4 separate regions of the Mus musculus genome follow, and regions 2, 3 and 4 are each linked to region 1. Evidence: chromatin contacts called from public Hi-C and promoter capture Hi-C data. All regions are on one chromosome and are shown on one strand. Each heading gives the region's core, a stretch centred on a gene start, on an enhancer-like site or on the middle of the called end of the contact. The rest is flanking DNA. Distances are from core to core; before and after follow the strand shown. Region 1 holds the start of Tctex1d1 (Tctex1 domain containing 1). Region 2 holds the start of Sgip1 (SH3-domain GRB2-like (endophilin) interacting protein 1). Region 3 holds the start of Slc35d1 (solute carrier family 35 (UDP-glucuronic acid/UDP-N-acetylgalactosamine dual transporter), member D1). Region 4 overlaps Sgip1 (SH3-domain GRB2-like (endophilin) interacting protein 1).

What was found. Hi-C and Micro-C count contacts between places; a contact is called where the count stands out from the background. Capture Hi-C pulls out chosen DNA fragments and counts their contacts.
Region 2: a contact with region 1 is called in a promoter capture Hi-C map of adipose tissue. The contact joins the promoter of Sgip1 here to the promoter of Tctex1d1 in region 1. A contact is called at or near these places in 4 of 39 promoter capture datasets (cranial neural crest, hippocampal neurons, maxillary cranial neural crest and 1 more), 4 of 484 Hi-C or Micro-C datasets (the HPC-7 cell line, the N1E-115 cell line, muscle stem cells and 1 more), 3 of 115 datasets of contacts at active chromatin or transcription factors (astrocytes, embryonic forebrain and embryonic hindbrain) and 2 of 9 other capture datasets (adipose tissue and pancreatic islet).
Region 3: a promoter capture Hi-C map of liver shows a contact between it and region 1. The contact joins the promoter of Slc35d1 here to the promoter of Tctex1d1 in region 1. A contact is called at or near these places in 8 of 39 promoter capture datasets (the C10 cell line, the HPC-7 cell line, cranial neural crest and 4 more), 16 of 484 Hi-C or Micro-C datasets (CD4 T cells, CD8 T cells, DN3 thymocytes and 9 more), 5 of 115 datasets of contacts at active chromatin or transcription factors (double positive thymocytes, effector CD8 T cells, embryonic stem cells and 1 more) and 5 of 9 other capture datasets (adipose tissue, embryonic stem cells, liver and 2 more).
Region 4: a Hi-C map of the N1E-115 cell line shows a contact between it and region 1, with 4 times the contacts expected there. The contact joins the enhancer-like site here to the promoter of Tctex1d1 in region 1. A contact is called at or near these places in 5 of 484 Hi-C or Micro-C datasets (the N1E-115 cell line, Th1 cells, erythroblasts and 1 more) and 1 of 9 other capture datasets (pancreatic islet).

The regions. Positions count from the first base shown.
Region 1 is chr4:102,985,082-102,987,723 of GRCm38.p6, forward strand. It overlaps Tctex1d1 (Tctex1 domain containing 1), which reads left to right and starts at 1,298. Exons shown (of 5, transcript NM_001163767.1): 1 at 1,298-1,505. The region is part of intron 1 of Gm12709 (predicted gene 12709); the gene reads right to left.
Region 2 is chr4:102,758,779-102,761,420 of GRCm38.p6, forward strand. It overlaps Sgip1 (SH3-domain GRB2-like (endophilin) interacting protein 1), which reads left to right and starts at 1,357. Exons shown (of 26, transcript NM_001285852.1): 1 at 1,357-1,787. The coding sequence starts at 1,778.
Region 3 is chr4:103,213,874-103,216,515 of GRCm38.p6, forward strand. It overlaps Slc35d1 (solute carrier family 35 (UDP-glucuronic acid/UDP-N-acetylgalactosamine dual transporter), member D1), which reads right to left and starts at 1,303. Exons shown (of 12, transcript NM_001356276.1): 1 at 791-1,303; 2 at 186-219; 3 at 1-84. The coding sequence starts at 993. It overlaps Gm46864 (a long non-coding RNA gene), which reads left to right and starts at 1,070. Exons shown (of 3, transcript XR_001784379.1): 1 at 1,070-1,124.
Region 4 is chr4:102,854,881-102,857,522 of GRCm38.p6, forward strand. All of the region lies in intron 2 of Sgip1 (SH3-domain GRB2-like (endophilin) interacting protein 1), which reads left to right. Among named protein-coding and RNA genes, the nearest start is that of Sgip1, 96 kb to the left of the region's middle. Within about 2 kb of position 1,356, at least 57 of the 459 cell types and tissues checked have an H3K27ac peak or open chromatin away from gene starts, as enhancers often do. A contact at or near this core is called in the N1E-115 cell line, where this site is marked.

The DNA.
Region 1 (2,642 bases), core at 48-2,547:
GGAATTTTCAGTAATCCTCACAACTGCCCCCTTAGCTCTGAGAAAAGAGCCACTATAGCCTTGGATTTTTGAGGGCTTTTAGTTCTTGTGTCTGACAGATGGTTTTAGAGAGGAAGCAGGTCTGGTACCTGGTACCATTTACACAGGCATAGTCCAGAAGGAAGGCAGAGAATGGGAAGCTGGAAAGCGTAAAGCAGGTAGAAAAAAGCATAGGAGAGCCTGTCTGGACTGCGAGTAAGGAAGCCCCGCCCCCACGCACTACAGACCACCAGCACTGCTGCCACCGCCCCATCCTCTCCTTGAATCTTGAATCCATACGCCTCCACCTCAGCCTCCCAAGCGTTGGGGTCGTAATTACACACTACGAATCCCAACACGAAAACATAAACCACAAAAGAAAACTAAAACTTTTTTGGTAAGTAGAACATCAACAAAATGAAGTATTTTCACAACGTATATAATAATATAGTTAGAGAACTGCTAGAATATCTATCCACAGGTATAGCGTTGCATGTTAACAATAAAAGGGGAAGCCAGTTTTAAATAGAGTCAGAGGAGATGGCAGTGCCCACAAGGGGAGTCTAAAGGCCAAGCAGAGTAAGAAGAGCTACACAAGCACACTGGAAAACCAGAGATGCGTAACTTAGAGCAAGGTGTCTTCTACACCCGTGCTGATAGCAAAATGCTGGCAGACAGAATAGCAAACATTGCTGAGGGCAGTGAGAATAAAAATAGATCCAGCTGTTTAGTGCACACATCATCTGGACATTAATAATATATAAATAAATAAAATAAAAATAAAACATTAAGTTCTGTAGAGGCAGACAGCTTAATTCCTTTCATATCTCCTAGTATGACATCTCAAAGACAGAACAGCACCTGCGCACAAAACTGTCCTTCATGGACTATTTTGATCAGTGAGTGAGCAGTTATTATTGCATTATGTGAATTCTTAAGTAATTAAGTCTTTTTTGCTCTAAAATAAATTCTGCTTACAAGTCCATTATATAGTAAGTCCGGAGTGACTTGTAAGATGAATTTACAACCTAGGAAAAGTGTTTATTCAAGTGTTTGGTACAAAGCAAGCTTTATTTTAGCTTTCTTATTGAAAAAGTCCATTTGCATCTATTCCAAAAACGAAAGGAAGGGAGAAGAAGGAAGGAAGAACAAGGAGGAGAGTAAGGGTTTCCTCTGCACTGGAAATATGGCAGGGCTGGCCACACCCCTCGTTAATGACGTCACAGTCATGTGACATAGCCAGGCCTCAAACACATCCAGCATCACCTCTCCTGATTGCAGTGTGGCTTTGAAACCATGCCTCCTTCAGGCCCTGCAGGAGATGTCTATCGTCTGGCCTTGACCATCAGTTCCGTTCCTCTCAGATGAACAGTAGCCCACCACGTCAAGAGCTGGCCCTGCGCTTTTACCCACACCTATGATTGTTCTGCCAGTCTCCTGTGCTAGGTTTTACATCTGTCAGTCCAGGGCTTGACTGTTCATGGGAGGTAGGTATATTCTGTGTCCTTCGAAAAACACCCTTACTCTTGGGGAAAAAAAAAAAGCTTCCCACAAGACGATACCTTCTACTGTTTTCTCATTTCTTTAATTTGTGAAGGTTTTCAACTTCTGTTTCCACTATAGCCTTCTAAAAAGATAGGCCAATTGGGATAAGATATCATGAAACTGCATGACTTCCACAAAGACGCACCATTTACTGCTAGGAAATGAGCTGGCATGCTTTAGGTTTTAAACATAATCAGAAGGGGAAAAAAAATCCATAGATAGTCTTAGTCCCCAGTTAAGCAAGTCTCTGTATATTGTATCTTTCTCTATATATCATATTCCAGGAGCATATTTAATTTTAAATGCATCTTTTGTGTGACCATCACTCTGGACTCTGACACATCATAGGCCATAAATTTTTGTTTAAAAGCTTTTTTAAAAATTAAAAAAAAACAAAAACAAAAAAACCCACAGAACCTATAGCCTTCTTTTCTCTGTGCACTGCAATGTCTATCTATCCACTAGAGGGCAGCACATGACTTTAATGACGCGCTTCCCCATCCTTCCTGAAGGCCCTCTTATGGACATGGGTGGCCACCAGTTACAAAGCCCAGGAATTTATGTTTGTTCTCAACAGTAACTCTTATTTCAAGAAACCTGAATACAATTCTGTCCTCAAAAGTAGCTCATGTACTTCCAAGCACAGCCTGGATTTTTACATGAAACTATACATATTTTGATTTTAAAATACCTTTATATAAGATATACTTCTCTTTTCTCTTTTCCCCTACTGTGAATGTGTTTGTTGAATGCTTACACCAGTTTTTAGATCAGATTCTCAGCACATGCCTGATGCCAGTACTTGAGGAACAAAGGTGGGGAGGATCACAGAGAGTTGGAGGCCAGCCTCGTCTACCGAGCAAACCCCAAGCCAGTCAGCACTGCACAGCAAGACACTGTCTCAATTAATTAAGATAAGATTGACTGCAGCATTCTCTAGGCAATGAGACTAGGTGTCGGAAAGGATTAGCTCGGCAGGTTGGATCACAGAACTGGACTTCATCCACTTGTAGTGTTGGGACATGTAGCCAATATGTTTATTGTATTTATGCCTGCAGTTGAAAGCTTAAATGCATTTA
Region 2 (2,642 bases), core at 107-2,606, 230 kb before region 1:
AATCAGACTATGTCGAGATCTGGGTAATACTAAGTGAGGGTGTTATAAATGATCAGCCCTATTGTTAGTTTCTGACCTGATCTTCAATAAAGAGATTTTCATAGCCCCGGCTTTGCTATTCTTCCTTAGTTTAAAGACCTTTCTCTAGCCTTTTCATCATCTGCTCCCTACAGTGATAGGCCTTCCTTACTCGATTCAATTTATTTCTTTTTGCTTTGTTTTAGCCTGGTTAAACCCAGGATCACAGGACACCAGGCCTGGGAGTCCCTCCCTTTGAAGGACTCCTAGGACTTTTGATAGCACTCAGGTGACAGACCCTCAGCTCCACCAGACCTTGTGCCTGAACCTTTCCCCATTCTAGCAAGTTGCCAAGGCCCAGGCTCCGCCCATTCCTCCAGCGCAACCTGGACCGATTGCCTTCCTCTCTGGATTTCCCTTGGGGTGAACGACTGGGCTCCTAGGCGACTGAAGACTGCAGGAGGAGCGTCTTGCAAAACCTGCCATGTAGCAGCGGCTTCAGTTGGCAGCTGTAGCCGAGGCTGCAAGCGAGGCTCCCCACCTGGGGCAGGCGTCTGCCCAGCTCGGCTGGAGGACGCGGTGACGGAGGGCCCCCGCAGCCCCGGGGTCGCGGCTGCGGAGCGGAGTGCGTGGGAGGAGGCGACTCGCGCACGCCTGAGGCGGCCAACGCTTAGACTCTTGCCTTCAATCCCCCTCTCCCGCCTCTCGCCCCAGAAATGAGCTGGAGCATCGCCTGTTTGATTCCAGAGCCCGAATCGGGTGGGTTCTTTTGTTTCTTTGTTTTAATGACAGTTGCCAGCCCTTGGGCATGTCATGCGCAATTAATTTCCTGCTTCCTTTCAAGGCAGCTGGGATGAATTTTTTTTCCTGCATCATCCTTTGGGGGATGGTTGTTTATGATGTGACGTCAGCGAATTGATTTTTCTCTCGTGAATGAGAGGAAGAGACACACAAGGAGAGACAGAGAGACCTAGACAGAGAGACAGGGCGCGGGGGGTGTGGGGGCCAGAGAGACCTAAAGAGAGCGCGAGCCAGCCACAGATGACAGATGTGCACAGAGGCCAAGCGCTGACATTTGAAATTCCTTCAGGTCAAAGTGAGGTTGGAATGGGAGTGTAAACGTGTGTTGCTAAGATCTGGAATTACTAAGAAGTGTTTTCTTAAAAAAATAAGTAAAAGAGAGAAAAACGAAAAAAAAAAAAAAATCCCTGGGATCAGCCTCCTGGGCTTCTTTCTTGCTGGCATCCCCTGTCAGGGTGGCAGTTCAGATCATCGGGCGCCCCAGAGCCGCAATAGGCTTGCAAGGACCACGAGGAGGGGCGGGGGAAGTGCGTCACCAGGTGGGGAAGGGGCTGTGTGTTTGGAGAGGAGCGGGAGGCAGTGGGGGTAGCGAGCAATGGGGACGGGAAATGGGTTCCGTGCGCTCTCCGGGGGTATTGTGTCAGGAGATGCAGGCTGGCTACCATGTGACGCGGTCCAGAGCTGAAGGGATTGGCCGAGGCAGCGCAGGCGGTGCAGCTCGCCGGCTTGCTGTTCCTCTCTGCCTTTCTCTCACAGCATCTTCCTGGGAGACTGTAGGTGAAGCAGCACTAGCTGCATCCATGGCCGGTCTTTCGGGTTAACACTTGTCTCCTTTGGCTTGGCAGCAAGCAGAGCAGACCTCAGCGGCAGCTTTGTGAGGACTTAGCTGGGACCTGGAAGCGTATCCTCCTGTGTTTTTTCTGACTTCTTGGAAAATAAGGAATGCAATTCTGCCACCATGATGGAAGGTAGGATTCCCTCTGCTGTGGTTGGCTGGCTCCAGGCAAGATTTGGGTAGACCAGTATGGAAGAATGCATGCAGCCCGTGGTGTCTGTGTCTAGAACCTGGCTGCCAGGATTTTTGCAAGCAGATACTGCAGCTTGCTTGCAACCGGGCCCAGGCTTAGACTAATGGAATCAAACCACAGGGTTTCTGTCTAGCTCAGAATCTCCACAGCTCCCAGCCTCTTTGAAAAGAGAAAAGCCTAAGTGTTTGCAGAGAGCTGAGGCAGCCAAGAATAAGGTCTCAGAACAAACAAGTTGGGGAAGAAGATAAGGGGTTTCTGTGGAAGGTTAAGCACGCTGGTTAAATCTTTGCAATGGAAAGTATTTTCCGAAATTGATATTAGACAGAAGAGGTCATCGAGAGAGTTATCTATGCTGGCATTTTCAGTGAACTGCTTACATATCTTATAAGATATTCTGATCTTTGAGGTTTGCATTATAGTATTGGAGTGAGGGGTGCAACAAATTTGGTTCATAAACTGGAGTTTTATGAGGGCTGTCATTGCAGCAGAATGAACGATCTAAGAAAAAGACCTGGGCCTCTTTGCTCCTTCATCAGGTTCAGACCAGTTCGTAGAGGAAATGGCTCTTAGTTTAGCATCAAGTGATTAGTTGCTGATTATCTTACTGCATTTAATACTAAGTGTAGGGAGGACCTTCCCCTGGGAGATGCTATTTAAACTACATTTTATTCTACCAGCTTGCCCTTTCCAGTCTAAGATAGTGACAGCCAACATCACCTCAGAAAAAGCAACAAATTGGTCAGAGAAGAAGCAGACAGCTCTATGTTGCCTTTGATTATCTGTTTTCACATTGCA
Region 3 (2,642 bases), core at 53-2,552, 230 kb after region 1:
TCGAGGTACATTTCTGTCGAAGTCAGGAAACTTGACTACTCTGAGTGTCTTTCCCACCCAGAGAACCGCTACCGTGGCCACCATCTGCAAACAGAGAACACACACAGATGCACTGTTCTGCATAGAAAGACACACACAGAACTTCTGACAACACAGACCACGGGATGCCCGAGATTCCAACTAACCTGGCCAAGTCCAACACATAGCGAGGATGGAAATCTACAAAAGGGGTAAAGAAAAGGGGGTTAAAAACGGCCAGAACGTCCTCAGAGCACAGGGAATTCAACTCCCACACTGTCAGCCTTAAAATGCGTTCTGATTCAACCCACAGCGATGCCTGCCCCTCCAATAAAAAACAAAAAATTAAAAAAAAAATCTTAGATTTTGTAGCCTAGGGCGACCACTTGTCTGGTCTTGTCCTGTTTTTTTTTACAATTCCCTTCAGCTTCCTGCAACGGATTTTTCCAGAAAGTTAAGCCGCGGAGACCTCGTCAACGGTTTTAAATCTTTTAAATGACTCTTGAGGGGAAACACAAGACACACACATACAAACTTCTGCCCCGGAGTCTCAGTGACAGCGGCGACGGCGCGTGGGCGTGCGGCCGCGCCGGTCCCGGGGCTGTCAGCCGCGCGGGTCGCTAGTCCCTGGGCACCGGCCTCGTTGTGCCTTCCCCCTTCACCCCCAGCCCTGGCCAGTGCGGCGGGGAGCGTGGCCGAGGGTATCCCCGGGTGGGCTCGAACCCCCGTCCCTGCCCGCCGCGCCGCAGCCGCCGCCCGCCAGCCCGGCCACCTGTAGTTGGTGAGCACGCTCTTGTTGACCACCACGATGAGGAAGGAGCTCACGCCGTAGAAACCGGCGGCCAGCAGCTTCAGGAACACCGTTAGCGTTTCGGCCGGCGCCATCCCCAGCTCCTCCTCATCTCTGTGTGTGGAGGATTTCGCGGGGGCTTCTCCTTTAACCGGAGCATGCTGACGTCTGTGGACTTCCGCCATGGCGGCGGTGGCGCCGGCGGCGGTGGCGGTGGCTGCCGCAACGGGCCTGCGAGCGAGCGGGGCGGCGGAGCGGCGCGGCGGCGGGGGTCTGGGCCTGGCGGTGCGGAGCGCGGTGCCGAGCGGGCTTGGCGGTGCGGGGCGCGGAGGAGCGCGGGCCTGGCGTGGCGGGACCCCGGCTGCGGGAGCGGGCCTGGCGGTGCGGGGCGCGGGCCCTGAGCTCCGGGGCTCCGCGATTGCGGGCCTAGCGTGGCGGCGGAGGCTCGGGAAGGACCCGGCGGCTCGCGGCAGGGCTTCGCGGGTTGTGCTGCCCACAGCTCCCCGCACTGCCGCCGCCCGTCCCCGCCCAGGGGTTGGGACACTGGGGTTCACACCCTCGGGGACTTTGCCCTGGCATGGTGCCTCGCGGGGTCAGGGAAGGGCCGGGGCTGGCTCGGCGGGGCTGGGGACCCGGCATGGGCTCCGGGAGCAGCCGGGACACTGCTGGGGGACCACTGAGCCGGGCTGGCGAGCACAGAGTTGCGCCTGCGCACGAAGGCGCGCTGGGTCCCCCTGCGGGGAGCATGGGGGTTTTGCGGGAGCTGGGCTGCAGGCCTAGAAGTACCTCCCTCCTTTCTAACGTGTGGCTGGCAGAGAAGTGATGCCCCTGTTGCATCCTCAGTTATCCCGAAAGCTCTTTTTTTGGCCTCACTTGCCGAGGGGTCAAAGGTCACACAAAGTATCAAACATGATTCAACAGTAAACAAAGATTTCATTCTGCAAAGTGAGACCTCTCATGCTTCTGAAATTCTTTTTGTTGTTTTTTGCTTGTTTGTTTTAGCTGGTATATCCAGAAAAGGCAAGGATGAGGAAAGTGTTGCAATAAGCCGCTCCTGGAATAGTAAAAAGTGCAAGGTGTTTGGAGCCTAAAGCTTTGTTCCGGTTTTAGGACTGTTTGAAACATTCCCTGTGCTCTTAGGCAGATTCGATGGTCTCTGCACCTTCATCTCACGACCTCTGTTGTGTAAAGCCAGTTCTGTTTTCTTGACACAGTGCAGTCACACAAGCAAAGAATACCTGTTGAAGCAAGGACGTTACATTCCTACTTTTAGAAAGTTTTGAATTATTCCCCCAAACTTCCCATCTTCTTAAGTGTCTTTTTTTTTTTTTTTAAACTGTGGTAAAAATATCAGTTTATTGTTTTAATCCTTGGATGTGCAACTCTCACCAGGCACCCTCCCCAAAACATTCACCGTGTCAGATGGAAACTCTTGTGGGAACGAAGCAATCATTTCCTGTTCTCTACTCCCCTCCTCAAAACCAAGTAACCTGTGTTGTGCTGTCAATCTCTGTGAATCTGACTATTCTGTATATCACACAGATGAGCAATCGCACAGTATTTACCCATCCGTGACTGGCTTAGGCCAGTTACACAATGTGTTCAAGGTACATGCACCCTGTACCGTGTCTCAGAACTGGAATTCCTGGCAGCCAGCATGGCATCCTTGACTGTTGGTAACCTCCTTTGCCCGCACCTCCAGATGCCTGGCTTTTCCCCTTTCCTGAGTTGTAGCTAAATCAACAACAAGGCTCACATCTCTCTTTCTTCACTTCCATTTCACAATGCCCCTCCCTCATCTCTTCTTGAATTATTACTTTTCCTTCTATATTGG
Region 4 (2,642 bases), core at 106-2,605, 130 kb before region 1:
GCCACACCTGGGGGCGGGGGGGAGGGTGGCAAAGAGATGGAAAGGGAGAGGGAGAAGAAAAGAGAGTGGGAGAGAAAAAGAGAGAGTAGGAGGGGGGCTAAATGAGCCCCAGGGCAAGCTCAGCTAATTTGTATGTGGCCAAAGCCTTTCTTTCCCATTGCCAAGTCTATTAAAGTAAGTTATTCCTCACACCTTTGCCTCAGATGTCCCGTCTCTCTGAGGTCTTCTAATGAGGCATTACTTTATAGAGTCTCAAGTGTCTTTACTTAACTTCTCTTGAGTACAGAATTACTTACAGGAGAGCAAATTAATAACCTGGCTCCCCCCAACAGCGATGGCTAAAGGACAGGCTGTCTTGGGAAAGCTTTTGTTTTCATGAACCCCTGTTCTCAAATTGAATCATGGATCATACTTGGAGAAGGAACCATCCACACAAAAGGGTTCATAGAACGCTCGGGCAGTGTGCTGTCCCTCCAGCTTTAGATAATCCTTATATTAGCCTGCAATCAGTGAGACCTTGTTGGTGCCGGGCCTTTTTCAGAATTGTTGCAACCTGCTTAGGGTTGCTAGGCAACGCTAGGGTAGCAGCCAGCATCAACTTCAACTGATTGAACCTCCTCAGAGAGAGTGGGGCAAAAACCAGAGCTTCCTGATTTGATCATCATTAGAGAGGCTGATAGAGAGAGGAAGGGAGGGAGAGCCTTGCTAAGTGGCAGAATATGTGACTGCCCTGTTATCCTTCATTTTCACATAATTCAATAAGGTCAGTAACAATACCTCACTTCTAGAGATGAGACATCAGTGCCAGCCGGGGTTAGCAAGTTGCAGAAGGCCTTGATGTAAGCAAGGCTGAGAACAGAACCCTGCTCTAGAAAAGACGGGAAAGATCTGTAACCCAGACAGACCATTAAAGAGAAATGGCAACCGTTCCAGGAAACCAACATTTAAAATTAGAGGCCACACAAAGATGATGAATAACGAGGTTTAAAATAGAATTTATCCAATATAAAGTATCTCATTAAGAAAAGAAGAAAACTTATTAAAATGAAATACAGGTCTAAGGCTTGATTGGTTCTCTTATGGAATGCAGTATAAATTTGGCATTGTGTAGAAAATGGCGAATTAAAAGCTGCCTCTGTGTGTCCTGGTGAAGAACCCGTCTGTCTAATTCTGAAAGAGAAAGAATAGAGAAACGTCAGAAACTCACAGAGGGGATGGTAGGGCAGCTGGAGAGTGTGCACAAAAGGAAAGAAAGGCAGTATATAGAAAGAAGCAAAAGCCAACGAGATCCACAGAATCCTCCGACTGGAAGCAGCCTGAAGCAGCCATCAGCTAGCACCCACACACAGAGAGCTGCTTTGAGTCACCAGCGGGAGCCTAAAGCTGCAGTCTTCTGCAAGCACGGCATGTGGCTGTCCCGGAGAATGTGTGGAAGACCATAGATGAACAGCAGCATGGGAACACAAGAACTGTGCTGACCCAGGCCCGGTCCTGCCCAGCCCGTGAATGCATTTTCAGACTTTGTGGGTCACTCATCAGGGAAGGGGCCAGGAATCACAAAGGAAAAGAATGTCCAGCCACAGAGGTAAACACAAGCCTGCCAGCGCCCCCTCAACACTAATGCCTGAATGGAAAGCAGGCTTTCCAAGCACACCGGGAAGAGATGGGATTAGATGGCTTGCAGCCCCCATCGTCCCCCATTAGGACATTCTAACAGAAAGCTGTCCCCAGCACAGACGCTCACTCACTCACAAGGGGGGACATCTAAGTCCAACTTGTCTGGATCACTGAGAACAGGACCTCACTCCCCATCTGTAGGGACAGCTACAAGAAAAAAACTAACAAAGGAATGGGGGCAGCCATGTTATCCCACCTAAGAAAAGTACAAGCTAGTGGTATACTTCCCATTTCATTTTAATTTTCTTTGTTATTTTAATTCACACCTTTTCATCTCTCTTATATAGTTCCTTTTGGTCTGAATCTTGCCTGAACAGGCTTTTCCATCTCTTTTCCTGAGTCTCTTCCTTTGTATTTTCTCTATTAGTCCTCACACTTCTAACTCACATACTGGGGCTCTCCCATAGCTCACATCGCTCCCTGAAGATCTTCCCTCCTCCTCCTCCTCTCTTTTCTCTCTTCCTCCTCCTTCTCTTCTTCTCTTTTTCCTCTTCCTCCTCTTTCTCTTTTTTTTTTTTTTGGTGGGGGGAGAGGGTTGCTTGTTTTTCAAGACAGGGTCTTTCTGTGTAGCCTTGGTTGTCTTGGAACTCACTCTGTAGACCAGGCTGGCCTCAAACTCACAGAGATCCACCTGCCTCTGCCTCCCAAGTGCTGGCATTAAAGACGTGCATCGTCACCACCAGCTCCTTTTACCTAACTATTAACTCTAGCAGCTCTAAAACACTGTAAACTGCATTTTTTTTTCTTAAAGTACCCTGGTGTCCCTGTCTCCGAACCTTACTGGGAACATAAGTTTTTGGTTGGTTGGTTGGTTTTGTTTGTTTTGTTTTTATTCTGTATGTATACCAAGATTGCCATAAATCGCCATGTTTGAATATATAGTTTGCTTCACCCAAAAAATTGTAATGAGGGAGAAATCCAAGCAGAAACCATTTGACCAGAAGACTCCCATAAATTACATTAAA